Regions from separate parts of the Mus musculus genome. Here region 2 is linked to region 1. Evidence: chromatin contacts called from public Hi-C data. All regions are on one chromosome and are shown on one strand. Each heading gives the region's core, a stretch centred on a gene start, on an enhancer-like site or on the middle of the called end of the contact. The rest is flanking DNA. Distances are from core to core; before and after follow the strand shown.

Evidence for each region. Hi-C and Micro-C count contacts between places; a contact is called where the count stands out from the background.
Region 2: a Hi-C map of the C2C12 cell line shows a contact between it and region 1, with 4 times the contacts expected there. The contact joins the promoter of Adamts16 here to the enhancer-like site in region 1. A contact is called at or near these places in 2 of 39 promoter capture datasets (both in the 3T3-L1 cell line), 1 of 15 datasets of contacts at CTCF or cohesin (the NIH/3T3 cell line), 9 of 484 Hi-C or Micro-C datasets (the C2C12 cell line, embryonic heart, embryonic stem cells and 4 more), 2 of 115 datasets of contacts at active chromatin or transcription factors (embryonic fibroblasts and embryonic stem cells) and 2 of 9 other capture datasets (adipose tissue and pancreatic islet).

The regions. Positions count from the first base shown.
Region 1 is chr13:70,741,171-70,749,107 of GRCm38.p6, reverse strand. The region is part of intron 18 of Adamts16 (a disintegrin-like and metallopeptidase (reprolysin type) with thrombospondin type 1 motif, 16); the gene reads left to right. Among named protein-coding and RNA genes, the nearest start is that of Gm36607, 39 kb to the right of the region's middle. Within about 2 kb of position 4,592, at least 18 of the 459 cell types and tissues checked have an H3K27ac peak or open chromatin away from gene starts, as enhancers often do. A contact at or near this core is called in the C2C12 cell line and embryonic fibroblasts, where this site is marked.
Region 2 is chr13:70,838,764-70,846,700 of GRCm38.p6, reverse strand. Adamts16 (a disintegrin-like and metallopeptidase (reprolysin type) with thrombospondin type 1 motif, 16) reads left to right here and starts at 4,890. Exons shown (of 23, transcript NM_172053.3): 1 at 4,890-5,211; 2 at 5,330-5,432. The coding sequence starts at 5,152. Gm36529 (predicted gene, 36529) reads right to left here and starts at 6,251. Exons shown (of 4, transcript NR_167928.1): 1 at 6,081-6,251; 2 at 1,299-1,467.

The sequences.
Region 1 (7,937 bases), core at 3,343-5,842:
TTGCTTTCAAATCATGTGATCTATTGCCTTCTTGTTCACCTACCTATCTAGATGGAGAAGCTCAAGTGTTATTTATCTGAACTGTAGTTTTCTTAGCACAAGTACAAATAGCATACCTTCCCAGTAGATGAACTGAAGTCGGGTGAAAATGGCTCCCAGGTGGTGGTAAACTCTCTCAGAGTTCTACAAGTACAGAATTTACATTCTGATAGATACTTAAAATAGACAAACTTCAAGTCTTTCAACCGGGATCTACAAATGAAGTCACATCTGTACTTGATATTCAATCGTTTGTATTATCTGTGTTGTACCCTCATGACCTCTTAGAAAATCCATAGCTGAATATCTCTTTTTGCAACCAAGATACATAGGTCCGATGAGTGTGCTTGATTGCACACAGCATAAATGAAACACAAGAATGAGCAGGCTAGTTTTATTAGTTGACTCCTTGACAGAGCAAGAGAGAATGGCATTTATTTCTTTTCTACCTCTTATCTCTCATCCACAAGAGTCTTACAAAGACTAGCCACATAGTAGTATGCTGTTGCCAAGGCAAGGCAGAGAGATAGATGACTATGAAGGCAATACCTGAAAGACAGTTTGGCTCATATGATGCCATCCAGCTAATCAGGTCATTTAATTATCCAAATTCCTTACCTCTCACTTCAGCAGGTATATCATCCTAAGGCTGAGACACACAGCACAGCCTGCCTCTGCTGTTGCCCACATGAACTGAGTGACTTCTAACAGTGAGTGCACCACTTTACTAGACTCTAGTTCCCATGAATATCGTAACATAACTGGTCCTGCTCAGCATTTCCACAGTTATTTCAGCATTGCCTTCAGGAACACTTGGGGATGGTGTTAGAATGTCTTCTTGTTTTGCTTTAGTTTGGTTTGCAGGTCTGGTGCCCTTGAGTACAGAAGCTGTTTCTCAGGGTCTCGGGTTAAGGGATTCTTTTGTGACACCACGACGGCAAACCTGAATGAGGGAGGATATTTGGCTATAGCTCTATTCAAAAGCTTTCTTTTCTCTTATGAGAAGTAAGTATTCCCACATATGGTATGCTGGACTTTAGGTATGACAGAGTATAGTATAGTGGCCTTTAGATACTGCAATGGACTGGAAGGAGGCCTTCCATAGAGACATAGGTACTACACTGTTCTGCTGGGACAGAGGTCCTCAGGCAAAACAAGGCTACTTGAGTGCCACACATTAAAGTGATTCTTTCCCCACTACTGTCTCATGGGGAAAGCGTCTAACACATCTTTGTTTAGTCAGAGAAATCCAATGCCCACAATTCTCTGCAGTCACTAGTTTTCATGTAGCTGGGCAGCTAGCTGGTTCAGGTAATGGTACCCTACATAAATAGTCAGGCAAGGGTATAGACACGTCAGCGAGAAGGACACTGCCTTCCTACCTGACCCCCAGTGGAGCAATGCTGGTTCGCATCATCACAGTATACCTGACACATAAAAGCACTTTAGAAACATTCTTGCTATTGTGCTGGAGGATGAAAGTGGAGGCTAGACACTTAGGAGGCAGATTGATCAGGTGGTAAGAGGTGGTTGGGTTCAGGTATTTCAGAGGTTGAGCTCAAGACTCGATGTGTGCAGAGGAGACCTGTTCCTAATGACCAGGCATTCAAAAATATGAGCCTTTGTGGGGCAATTCTTATTCAAGCACAGTTAGCTAGGTGTGAACAGACAGCTGCTTGAGAGCTTTAAAGATAAGACGGACAGATCCTGAGAAATCGTGCAACTCAGGAACCAGTACTGCTGTCGCTGTATGGAAGCCACAGCAACAACTGCTGGGGCTGCTGCAGAGGAGAGGAGGAGGGGGAAGAGAAGGGAGGAGGAGGAGGGGGGCGGGGAGGAGAAAGAGGAGGAGGAAGAGGAGAAAGATGAGGAGGAGGGGGGAGGAAGGGGAGGAGGAGGAAGAGGAAGAGGAGGAGGAAGAGGAGGAGGAGGAAGAAGAGAAGGAGGAGGAAGAGGAGGAGGAAGAGGAAGAGGAAGAGGAAGGGAAGAAGGAGGAAGGGGAGGAGAAGGAGGGAGATGAAGAGGAGGAGGAAGAGGAGGACAGAGAGGATGCCTGTCACTTCCCAGTACTCATCTCCACCCCTGCTGTCTAACCTGATTGACAGTTCTCAGCTTTTATATAAAACAAGAAACTATAATGCTCAGGTTTTTTTCTTAGCAAGCTAACCTCCCTGAAGGAGGGCTAGTGCTGTGACTGGGATGTACTTGCTATCCCTCTGTGTCCTCTGATGCAGTGGACTGAGACTAAGACTTGGGGAGGGCATGGGCTGATTTCACACAGTGTGTCGGAGGCTGGGGGACTGAATCTGAGAATAAGCATGACCAATCAGCTTCTTCGGTTTCTCTCTGAAAACTCATCGCATTGAAGGCGATTTGTGGTTTCTCGGTCGGGTCGCCGTTGCTCTAACGTGGAACTTGAGAAGGAGCCTAACTCGAGCCTGCTGTGTTAAGTCCTTGAAGTATTCCCACTGGCCATGTTCCCAAGCCTCAGGGACTGAGCAGCTGTGCTCCAGGCTCCCACAATCCAGATGCACTAGATTCATAGCACTTGAAATGTACGCAAGACCCTGGGGAAGATCCCGTCTACATATTTACACAGATATGAACATCCAAGAAACCACAAAGTAGACTGTCAGAAAACCCTGCACCAGAGGGAGTGACATCATCACACCGCCGTGCTTACATCTATGTGGTAAAAGGAAGAGGCTCATAGGAAAGCAACATCTCCTCAGATGGGTCTGGTGCAGCTGCCACCAAATCTGCATATATATGGTTACAGTTATGTCTGTAAGGACTGAAGGAGGAAAGCCTCTGCTTCTCAAAGGGATCACTAACCTAAGCCTTTTACCACCAGACCCTTTGGTAGGACATTTGCCTCTCCCAGGCCAGGTGACTGCATCCCCTAGCGAGACTGTCTTCATAGAAAGCATGGCGCCTGTGTCGGACGCTAGGCCACTAAGCACAATCTCAGGGTGGTGTAGATGATGTGTTGATTAGCAGGTTCATTGCCTGAACAGCTTGGGTGGCATGTCTCCCTTCTCAGCTAGAAACATGGCACTTCCTAGGACAGGAAAGCTTCCCAGAGAACAAAGTGTCTTCGCTGTGAGGTTGTCCCACCAAGGTCGAGTGCAAGTTCATGTCTGTGTAGCTCATTTTTCTCTAAATACTGTAAGGAGGACATTCCCTGGACAGTGAATAAGATGTCTATTGGAGCCCATGACCTAAAGGTGTGGACATGCACAGGACATCAAAAGGCGCTGTCTAAAAGCAACCCAAAGACCCAGTGTTCCCATTTCTGGACTCAGTGGACCCAAGCAGCTTCTCCTGGGCGCTGTTCTAGCACTCGGTTACATTTTTTATATGAAGCACCGGATTTGGCAGAGCCACTCACAGGAGGTTCTCTCCCGCGCTGACTTACCTTGACGAGCCCCAAGGCATCGTTGCAGCAGAGATGTAGGTCACTTCTTTTGTAGACCTTTCTGGTATTTCTCATTCAGTGAATTGCTTCCTCCTCTTTAGAGATGCGCTAATGCACCTGGTTTCCTGTAGCTATCCTCATTTGTTCTTCCTCCCTTTCCTCTCATTTGCAGAATTTTAAAATTTATAACATTGATAGACTCAATATTCCTGCAGAATCTCGACATTGTGGTCTCTTTACCACTTCATATTAACCTGTGACAGGAAATCACTGAGAGGCTGTACAAAAAGTGTTTGTGTCCCTGTAGTTATTATTATTATTATTATTATTATTTGCTTTAAAGTAATCCATATTGATTGATCATGCTTTTAATGCCCTTCTGAGGGGTTTTCAAACACATACATCTAAGCAATGCAGTAGGAACCATACTTCTCTCTCCTTGCTTGTGGGTTAAGTTGAGAGCCCACTGGGTTTACTGAATCCTGTGAACCACATGGGGTATAGGGCTAAGGAACAGAGGCCCAGGTAGGGTGAAGTGCAGGATGATATCGCTATGAGAAGAGCAGTTCATGGTTCAGCAGTTCCTGCTGTATACTAGCTCCTGTATGAACAGAGGTTCTGCAGGCTGGGTCATGAGTCATTGAGATAAGATCTGGGTACCCACTGATTTTTAAAATTGACCAATTTACAAAATACCCAGATGGCCTGAATATTTGCTTTCACTTGACATCAATAACTGTGAGCCATTTCCTCATTCTGTTCATGAAGGGCCCAACCCTTTTGATGGATAAGGACCCACCTACAAGCTCAGAGCACCTGGTTTCAGTTTGAGTTTCTGAAAGAAGGGTGGAGTCCCTCTACTCATTTTCTGCAAAATCGCTTCAGCTTTCTTTTATTTTTCTCCTTGTTTTACTTTTTCCTCAGCCACACCTAACTTGACAGCAGTCCCACTTGATGACTGGTCTTGACTCAGTCATCCCAAGACTCGACTTCATTTTCTTAGAAACAAGCCTCATTTTTTTTTCAGGCTCATGTTTCACAAAGTTACGCCAAACCTAATTACATTACACAGTTCCAGTGACAAGCTCAGCTGGCATAAACAGGTTTTAAAGGCTGACGCGGCAGGGTGGGTGAAACCCAAAAGACATCAGTGGCAGAAAAAGGCTGTGAGCATCCAAGGGCATGCTTGGCACCTCTGAGATGGTGCTTCAGTGGTGGGCAAGGCCACAGAGCTCCCTCAGGAGGTGAAGGGTGCCAAGGAGTGGAAGTCTCAGTTTGGTGTGAGTGTGCGCACACCAGCTTCTAGTGAAGCTGACCTGAGCTCAGGGGCAGAGAGGAGACCACCCAGGCCACAAGACTGATGTCTCAAGAAGAATGCAGCAGATACACAGAGCCCCATCTGAGTGACTCTCCACTGAGAGGGGAACTGCAGAGAGCCCAGTGGGAGCCTGCCAGTGAGAAAGTGCTCATGTGCTTTGCTCACGGGGTGGTGTAAGTACAGTTTAAGCAACCTGGGCTAGTTCTCAGCTGTGAGTTTCCCCATTGTCTCAGCCTGACTTGTCCAAGCACAGAACAAACAGACTCCTTCCTACCTTTGTCCTCCATGGGCAAGAAGGTCCCCCACTTCCTTAGGTGAATTGACTGGAAGGCTTGGAGGAATAAGCTATTGGAGACAATCTCTGCTAACTTCCCAGATGGCATTGCTTCAACACCAGGAGGCTTGCAGCCTGCCCCTAAAGCACATGAGGTGGTAGCTGGGTTCCTGCAGAAAACCCTAAGCAAAGGACCTTGCAGACCCAGGTGCCTAAGGAGCAGCTTCCTTCTCTGCAGGAGGCCAGATAGAGCTTTTGGAATTTAGACATTGAAACCCCTGCTGTTTCCAACAGAACAAGGGCAAGTGTGGGCCTCTGTGCTGTCTAGGAACAGAACCCGGGACTAAGAACTCTTCTCACTCCTGCCTCCATCTCAATCACTCGCTGGCTGCTTTCTCAGAGACAAGGCTGGTCAATGGGAGTCACTACTGCTGTGCTTCCAGGCTCAAAGGCACACTCTTCTCTTCCCATTCCCGGTGGAACGACCGGAAGGGCAGATTCCCCAGGAGCCATGGCTCCACCTTCATTCAGGAACTGTTTGGTCTCTCTAAGAGGCATCGTGAGAAGCTTACTGGTACAGCCAAGTGTCCGCAGGGAGGAGTCTCACAGATGAATGCTTTTGTTGGAACCGGGATGAACTGAGACCATTTAGAGCGTGGAGGTCTGTCTCCCAGAATTCTCTCTTGTCTTCACTCGTGTAGACGAAGCTTCATGGTCTTCCTGATTGTTTGCAAGACAATATGCAATAGCAGGGCAGTAAGAGAAGAAAACCTGGCAAAAATAGCATTTTGGCTTCTGATAAGTGAACCTTTACAGGCCTTTGGCTCCTCGCAGTTTATAAAATTAATGCCACAATGGCTCCTTTGGAACAAGCTTTTGATGTCTGGCTTTGCACGCTTCAGCAGAGAAATCCCGCATCTCGACATGAAAACAATCCTGGATCTGGGTCTGGCTCATTATAAATCTCCCCTTCAGCTCTACAAAGGAAAAAGAAGTGGTCCAGATCTTTGAGGCTAAAGAAAATGAAGTAACTATAAAGTGCCAATCCGCAAGGTTCTGGAGAGGGCCTGGCACCAGCCCTTGCCCCATGCCAGACGGTTGTCAGGGCTGGGCTTTCTGTTCTGACCTAGATAGCAGAGATAGACACTGCATGAAGTCCTACAAAGACGCAACACTGAAAACAGAGAAGGTCCTGGCCTTCTGGTCAGTATATGTCTGCCTTCTGTGTAAACTACCTTTAGGGAAGAAGGTAGGAGACAGTGCAGCAGCTATATTGCACCATGATTTCTGAGCCTTCGCTGCTTGCTACATGTTAGAAGGACCTGGAGATTCTGTGTTTGTTTTTCAAGAGATCAGCACATGCCTAAAGACTGTGAGGGTCTGCCAAGCCTATGTATATGGCTCCACTGCTCCCGTGTGCATCTGGTTACCTCGCAGGCCCACTGGCTTCCACAGAGCAGTGGATGATGACAAGATGCCCTTTGGCAGAGACTAATTCCTAAATTCTCATCACCTGATAAGAAAAAAGATCTATAGGTCGTCTGGCATCTGTCTTCTCCCCCACCCTTCGTCCATTGACCCCAGCCATGGTATAGCCTACTATGCTCTAAATTAACTTATTCTCCCCACTTCCCATGGAAAGGGTATCTTCCTCATAGTGCCTGTGTCTGCTGCTGGATGTGAATTGTTGTACTTAAAACATTTCGCTTAGAAAGGGCAGTGGATCCCAAATGACTTACACATATGAAGTTGGGGCTTCTTGTGGCTTCAGAGCTTGGCTAGCACCCATTCTCTCCCACTGCAGAAGCAGCTGGAGACATACATCTGCTACATGCTGAGCGTGCATGTGCACTGGATGGGAGGTGTCACCAAGTTCATCAGGGCTCATTTACAGATGTGAAGAAGGTGGTTTAATGAGGGACCCGAGTGTGCTGACAGATGCTGTTATCTGTGAAAGAGGAGTTATAGACACAGGAATGTGAAAGACTCACCTGGTGGTAAATGCTCAGGCTGGAGCCTCCATGTCCCCCATCTCTCAGATAAGGTCCAGTTATGTGTACCCAACTCTCCTCACAGCTTCTTACAGGTGTGCTGTGACTTGGATTTGTGTGGTCATTATTCTCTATGCTTACCGCACCCAAAAGCATCCACTGACGGTTAATCTAGAAAACAGAACGGAATGCTGGACCTCGAAGCTTCAACTGAGCCAATAGACAACAGAGTCACGTATTATTTTTATCTTTATAAATGGGTGGGGGAGTATTTAACTGAGAAACATCAAATAGCAGGTGTGTCGGTCCGTGCTCTGCTTCTGTAACAAATGCCGGTGATGAATCAGCAGAAAAGGGGGAGGAGTTAATTTTGGCTCACATTTCCAGAGGTTTCCATAGCTGGCTTCCCTGGTACCTGAGCTTGTGGGGAAGCAGGACAACATAGCAGGAACAGGAAAGTGAGAATGCTGTTACCTCATAGGGGCCTGGAAGCAGATGAGAGACTGGAAGACCTGGACTCCCAGCATCACTTTCAAGGGCATGCTCTAGTGACCTCACTTCCTGTCATCAGGCTCCACCTCTTAACATTCCCTCCCCATTGAAAAGGCACCGAGGGCTGGTACCAAGTCTTCAACATTCTGGCCTTTCGGGACATTCTGTACCCAAACATTAGTAGCTGTTGATCAGTACAGATACTTACTGTAAAGCAAACGATCCCAGGAAATACAACGTACACTCTGAGAGAAAGCAGCAACACTCTCTATAGCTCACGGCAGTGGTGAGATCCTCACACAGAGGCCCCATAAAGAAGACCCCAGAGTGAAGGCTGGATGCAACATTCCCGCCTGGGAACTCTGACTGGCTGAGGAAGGGTAGATTCCTGGTTTTCACCAGTAA
Region 2 (7,937 bases), core at 3,641-6,140, 97 kb before region 1:
AGTGGGGTCAAAGATGAGGCTGAGGTAGAAATGTCCTGAAGTCGACTTGGTACAACCTTTCCATGGGACAGATGGAGTTAGTAGTGTCAGGTGTGGTAACCTGAACTGTTCTGCCTTCTCTGTGGGACAGCTGCTCACCTGTGACTTGTGAGGAAGAGCCTGATGCTTCTCAGCTCTCCAAACCGCAAAGGGCAAGATCCTGTCTCTGCGCCAGTGGCACTGCGCTCTTACAGTCTGCATGGAGTGCTAAGTACTGACCCAAACTGTTCAGAATAGAACATGAACTGCAAGTGCTTGTCATCAGGACCTGTCCTTAGTCTTCCCTTTGACCATCTGTGACCATTGCGATCCTGGCTGTTTGACTGACTTCTGTGCAGAGTAGACTGGGTGTCACAGTGCAGACTAAACTGTCCTCGTAGTGTACACACTCACTCACACACACACACCTCTGTCAATGCCGTTGTGTGAGTGGCAGTTTTGCTTTCCAGGTAATGTGTATATGTCAGCTTGCATAGCTTGGGGTCAAAGCGTATGTGCTTCACAAAAGCCTAATGACAACGTTAAGTTCTTACCTAAAATGCTACTTGCGGGGGGGTGGGGGGGATCTGCTTCTCCAGTTTGGAAAAGGGTAAGCAGCAAGACCGAGTGGTCAGCACTTGGCCACTTTGCAGCTTCTTTATCCCAGATTTTCGACCAAGCACTTCTGTTTTCTCTTTTTCACTCTCTCAAATGACTTTCTTCCTCCTGTACTGCTAAGAATGGAACTATGGCATCCCTCATGCTAGGCAAGTGTCTACCTCCGAGGTACTCCACCAGTCTATCACAAGGACTTCTTAATGAGCCCCTGCTGTCAAGAGGAGACAATGCAGCCCCCTAATTAGAAGAAGCAATGTGTCCACAGAGTTCCTCCACAAAGAACCAACAGTACGCTGGCTGGCCTTCACGGGCCACTGGAGTTAACTGCAGTCATAGACAATTTGTAAGCCAACAGGCTAAGTTCCAAAACACCTGTATGCACAACACCAGGCAGCAAGGCAGATTCTGTCCAGGCTATAGCAGTCTAACCTGCTGCTAAACAAAGGTAACAGAACACGTTCCTGAGCACAGACCTCTGTGTGTGCAGTGCTGGTTCTCGTGAAGCTGCAAGGTGAAGACGGGGCCCTTACTTCGGACATTTTTTATATTCGAGAAATTCACATTCTGATTTAGAGTTTATGTTCTCTCTATACATTCGGAAGACCAGACACCAGTATTGTAAGGAGAAACCCCACATAGTGTGGGCATTCAATTCCACTCACCCATTTCAGGAGGACCATATTCTATTATTTACTTCTTCCCCATCCTTTCCTGTGGCTCCTCCCGAGGGTTGCGAGGGGTGTTTTCGATCTCTGACCTTCTGCTTTTCTCAGTCTCAGTCAGCCCATGTGCTGTCCCAAGGGCCTGGTTCTAGCGTGAAGACTGGATTCCCTGCACAGGCAAAGAGAAATGGAAAGAGTCTGCCCTAGTAAAGAGCATTGCCTCTTCACAGTGGAAAAAGTCTCATTAAGACTGTGCTAGGTTACATTGTAAGAGTGAATGTATAATTTCAGCCATCTGTCCTTTGTGAGTGTTGGAACTTGTGAAAGAAAGCCCCAGGCATCTCCACAGTACAGTCTGGCTCCCTTCATGTCACCCTGGCCAGGACTGGGATACTTAGAACCTCCACTTACCAAACACATGAGGCTCTGCACCCATCCAAAAGAAGCCCCTCTCTTTCTAGGGGGCATTTTGGAGACCATGGGGTGCTGCCCACCTTGGTCCTTCCCAGCCCATGGCTGAGAGCATGGACTCTGAGGAGTAAGCTAGAAAGGAGGAGGCAGAGAGGATACAGGTGTTTTAAGGCCAGTCTCAAATTCAGACCTTTGCATAAAAGCTACAATGTACGTTTTTGTGACTAAGGCTAAGAGCCACACTATTTTATAGTTGCTGGTTATAGCTCAACTTGATACAAATGGGACTCACCTGGGAAGAGGGAATCTCAACCGAGAAAATGCCTCTACAGATTGGCTTATGGGCAAGCCTGAGATACATTTTCATGATTGGTAATAAACATGAGAAGGACCAGCTCTGTAGGCACCGCCACTTCTGGCTGACAGTCCTGCTTACTGTAAGAAGGCAAGTTGACCAAGCTAGGAAGAATAATTCAATAGGGCAGCATTCCTCTTTGCCTTCTGCACCAACTCCTATCTCCAGGTTCCTGCCCTGATTTCCCTGGATCTTGTAATACAAGCTGTGAGGTGAAATAAACCCTTTGTTCTCCACGTTGATTTATTTTCCTTGTAGTGTCTTATCACAGCAACAGAAACCCTAAGACAATGAGTGTAAACATAAAAACTTAGAAGTCCGTTTGACACTATTTAGCAGTCGTAGATTTTTTTCCTCGGGTTTCTGACATCCCCAGCTGAGCTTTGATCAGATAGTATCAAGTATGATTTCCTCGGGTGTAGTGGGCCTCAAATCCAACAAGAAAACACATGACTATACCTGTAGCAGTCACACCACTAGTGGACTGGTGGATAATTCTTGCCTGGCAGATAGGTATGGTGAATTCAGCATCCATGACTGCTTTCATGAAACCTTCATAAGACTGGCTTCATCAAAGTTCCATTGCAGACAAGCCTTATCAGTCCCTCCCCTCCTGTAGGGACTACAGATAGCTAAAGGTCATAGGAGTGAGAAAGCCATCTTTCTTAGTGACATAGCCACTGGTACATTGCCCATGTCTCAGTAGCTAATCTTCATCTTCATTCAGGAAGCCCTAATTCAGTTCTCTCTTCCTCTCTCCCTCTCTCCCTCTCTCCCTCTCTCCCTCTCTCCCTCTCTCCCTCTCTCCCTCTCTCCCTCTCTCCATCTCTCCCTCTCTCCCTCGCTCCCTCTCTCCCTCGCTCCCTCGCTCCCTCGCTCCCTCTCCCTCTCCCTCTCCCTCTCCCTCTACCTCTCCCTCTCCCTCTCCCTCTCCCTCTCCCTTTCCCTCTCCCTCTCCCCTCTCTGATGGTTGGATATTATAGGCCCAAGGAGTGGCACTATTAGAAGATGTGGCCTTCTTGGAGTAGGTGTGTCACTGTGGGTGTGGGCTTTAAGACCCTCATTCTAGCTGTCTGGAAGCCAGTATTATCCTAGCAGCCTTCAGATGAAGACTCCTCAGCTCCTCCTGCACTATGCCTGCCTGGATGTTGCCATGCTTCCACCTTGAGGATAATGGACTGAACCTCTGAACCTGTAAGCCAGCCTCAATTAAATGTTGTCCTTATAAGAGTTGCCTTGGTCATGCATGGTGTCTGTTCACAGCAGTAAAACCCTAACTAAGACATGCACACACACACACTCTCTTTCTCTCTGCTCTCCTCCCACCTCTCTCATGTGTGCATACACAGACACATACACACAGAGAGAGACAGACAGACAGACAGACAGACAGACAGACACACTTGGGAACAATAGAACAAGAGAGACCAGGTGGAATAGAGGGGACTTAACAGGAGATAATGGGAGGCTTTAATAAAAGAACATAGTGTAGGTGCGTGGAATTATAAAAGAATGAAACAGTAAGTCAACAAAACTGTACTCTTTGACAATATTTTTCATATGAACGACTGAGAGAGAAAGGGAGGGAGCAGAGAGAGAGAGAGAGGGATATGCATACACAGATCAGTTCATCTTGATTCCGCCCTGTCCTTTCTGAGATGTATGACACTTCATTCAGGCTTATAAAGAGCCACTCTGGGGCATCTCAGCTCAGTGTAGGCTGGAGTGAGCACCCTGAAAACTGCAGCCACTGCTCCACATGCCATCCCCCTTCTCAGCCTTGCAAACCAGGCAAGGTCAGTGTGACTGCAAATGAGGGACCCTAGAATGGCAGCTGGAGGGAGCCTGAGATGTGAGACCAACCGGCAGAAGGAAGTGGAGTGCAGCTGCTGGGATGGACAGTCATTGGCAGTCCCGCGTGTAGAAACATCTACCCGTGCGCTCAGTGCTGTCTGTATCTGTACCCACCCTGCAGCAGACACTCTCAGTCACTGATGGTCACAAAAGACGCTCATACTCAAACACATACTCAGGTCATGATGGACCAGGACGCAGGGCTGGAGAGAGGGCATTCGCTGGTTGTCTTGGATAGACCTGGTCTGGTCTAGGCTGGGGCTCCTAGACTTCCTACTAGGATGCTCTGGGAACCCAGTGGCCTCACACCTGCTCTCCCAGCAGGTCAGCCAGAGTCTAAAGTGAATCTGAAATTGGCCACTGCTGTCCAATGAAAAATTAGAGGCGTGAGAAAGAAACCCAGCTTCCTCATAGCCTGCCCTACCCTGCCCTGCCCTGCCCCGCCCCGCCTCCATTCACCCCTTTTCTTCACGTGCCCCAGGCAACTAAGGACTCACATTCATTCATAAGCAGATACATTCCTCCCTATACATCTCCCACTAGAAGGGAAGGCCAGAGGGTCTGTAACCAGGGGATGGACTAGAGAACAATGAATGCTGGATGCCTGTCTCTATGCAGCTCAATCTTGCCCTTAAGTGAGAAGTCCCACAGAGCTGCAGCGGTGGCAGGTGGCAGAGGACTTTGGAGTAACACACCAAGACAGTTTTCCACAAAAGCACAGGGGTGAACAGCTAGATATGACTGTGTCCTGGCCTTGTCTCTACCCCAAGTTCTCATGTAGGTGGACAAAACACCTTCCTGCTGGGTCATAGGCGTGAAGGATGCCCAGTACTTACCATGAGTCTGCTTCATCTCCTCTCCCTGCCACTCCTCCCTTATCCTCCTCCTCCTCCTGGTACCCCTCCTCCCTGCTTTACTCCCTCCTCTATCCCCTCCCCTCTCCTCTCCTTTGCCCTCCCTAGTCCTGCCCTCTCCTTCTCTACCCTCCTCCCTGCTGTCCCTTGGTTGCTGCGGGTGCTTTGCCGCCCCCCGCCACCACTGCCACTCCACCTCCCGGTGCCGAACGAAGCTGCAGTGATAACTCTGATGTGCATGGTGGAATCGCTGCCTGGAAACCCTGCGATTTTGCCGGGTCGGTCCTTTGCACCCTAGCATACTGCTAACACCGGGACTATCCAGTGACCCAGTCTAGACTGCTGAGCTGAGTCCTGTGAGCCCTCGGGCACCGGGGCCATGGAGTCCCGAGGTTGTGCTGCGCTCTGGGTGCTGCTGCTGGCGCAGGTCAGTGAGCAGGTGAGTCCTGGCGCTAGGACCAGCAGAGTCTGATGGCTGCAAGTGCATTCCGCCCTTGGCTGAGCTCTGCAGTGCCCGCATTTTCACTGAGGTGTCCTCGTTTTTTTTTTCCCCCTAGCAGACACCTGCGTGCGCCCTGGGACTCGCAGCTGCAGCGTCTGGGAGCCCGGAAGACCCGCAGCCTCCCCCATTCTCTGGGTCCAGCTGGCTGGAAACCGGTGGTAAGTTCGCGCGGTGGGGGCTCTCGGTTCCTCACAGGTAAGCAGCCAGCAACCCCCTATGCTGGTCTGCAAGTCTCCTGGGACTCAGGACGCCAAAAGCTTTGAAGATGCTATCTTGCTCTTTCTATTCATTTCGAGCACAAGATCATGCTCAAGAATGACTTCCGACCAACGTCTGTATCCTATTTCCTAGTAAAATGATAATGGCTAGCCAGAGTTACATTGGGGGAGTGAGATATCTGGGTGTAGGAAGACTCCAGATCACTCTATATATTGACATCATTAATGTATACACCAAATCTATTATAAGCAACGTAGTCCCCACTCCAGCATCTTCCCCCCTCTCCTTTCTTTCACATTGAAGCTTTCTCCACTTTGACTGTCACAGGAGGAGACAGAAGGCAACCTCATTAATATCGCTTTAATGTTAATTAATAGCACAGGGGACATCCAAAGGATGTGTCCTGGACCTCCTTGAACATGAACTCGAATTCAAGTCTTCTGCAAGGTTCAGCCACCTCAGTGATTCACAAGTGGGTTTCCCCTGTGAGGTGTCCTAGCAATGACACCTGGTGACTGAGAAAGCAGGCCATTGCACTTGCTAGGAGGTTTGTGCTGGGTCCACAGCAAATGCAGGATTTTACTCACCCTGTCCTTTCCTGGGATGAATTAGCTTGAGATTGTTAGCAGAAATGGCGACCAGAGGCGAGCCAGGTTTAATCTTTTCGGCAGATTTTTAGAATATGTACAGGATTAAACAATTGACACTTCGGAAACCCTCATTATCGCTTCCTTCATCAGGATAAACTTACAAGAACTGAATTCCTCCTACTGAAAACAGGGTTTAAGAAGGGATATATGAGTCTCGGCTCTAGGACTCTGAGTGCCACTGGAGGGCGCCAGACCCAAACAGTACAGTGGTTTAGAAGGCAAGGGAAAGCCTATTGTGTTTGAAACCCACCCTCTGTCACCTGCATCTCCAACCCTCTTCTGATCCTCTTACTTCGAATTCTGACACATCATGACCTTACAAGGAATGTTCATGCTCTAACTTTGGACTTTGCACTACTTTCAGAATAAAACTTAAAAAAAAAAAATCCATAGGGACTCGAGGCATTTCAGACATTTATTTATTATGTGTGTAGGGTGCATGGCACTGTGGAGGTCGGAGGACAACTTGTGGGAGTTCAAGGATCAAATTCTGACTGTCTTGCTTAGCATGGAGCAGGCTGAGCAATCGAGCCTTGCCACTCGGGACACGTTTATTGCACTAACGAAGTGTTATCCAAGATGATAACATTATAGACAGAACGCTATTCAGGAAGAGAGGACAAGCTTAGTGCCTGAGGCCACAGGCAGGCTTCTCATGCCTGGCGCCTCAGTCCCGGATCCCAATGGCAGTGTTTCCATGGACTTTCACTTGCCTGGTCAGAGCGTGCACAGAAGGTGTGAGTCCTTGCAAGGTGGAGCTGACTTTGTGAAGGCAGGATACCTTCACCCTTTCCTGGTTATCAAAAGAGAAAGAGGCAGAGAGAGCAGACAGCAGTCACACAGCAGAGGCAAGGTGTGGCAGAGCACCTGTGACCTTCAGATCTGCATATTGTGCACGGCCCATCTCCATGATATAAGATAATTTCTTAATTAACTCTTTGAAGCTGTTTTGAGTTTGGGCTAAAGTGAGACCTGTAAGGGTTCTGGCTATTTTGCTGCCTTTGTGAAGTAATTATGCAGTAGGGAAGAGAGCCTCACGCACCCCTTGAGACAATGATGGATAACTAAATTGAGATAAGTTGGATTATCAAACACGAATGTATCAATTTACATTTTGATGACTCTATTGCTTTTTATTTCTTGTTTCTTCAAAGGTTTCCTTCCATATTTGTCATTGCAATAACATCTATGGTTTCTGCCAAGAGCATGGCACAGGTTTTTAGCTTTTTAAAAACTTTGGGTTTCCAGATCTCAAGGCAAAGCTCAGAAGTTCTTTAGGCTTTTGACTGGGAGGATAGAGAGATTGTTCAGAGGCTGATGGTACTTACCACCTCTGCTTCCCTCTGTTCTCATTCCATTGCCCCAGGTAGTCTCATTTGTAATTTTAATAATATATATGAATATAAGATTTACACATGTGTACAAATTATCATCTTCCAAATAAGAAAAAGTGGTATATATGTTTTTATGGGTCTTATTTTGCTTACTTTGATAACCTGTGGTTACGTACATATATTTTCCTGCAAGCAAACGACTTAGCTCTTTAGCCCTTCTCTAGTGTGTGTGTGTGTGTTTGTGTCTGTCTGTCTGTGTGTCATCTGTCTGTCTTTTTGCCTATCATTTTCCATATCTGTTCGCATGACCAACACCTAGGCTGACTCCATAGCTTGGCTACTGTGGAAACTGTCCAATGTCTCTGAAGGATGCTGACTATAGTGTGTTGACTGGGTCTGAGTCCATATCCAGGATTTGTGTGGCTGGATGCTATGGCTGGAATCATCTCTCTATGGACAA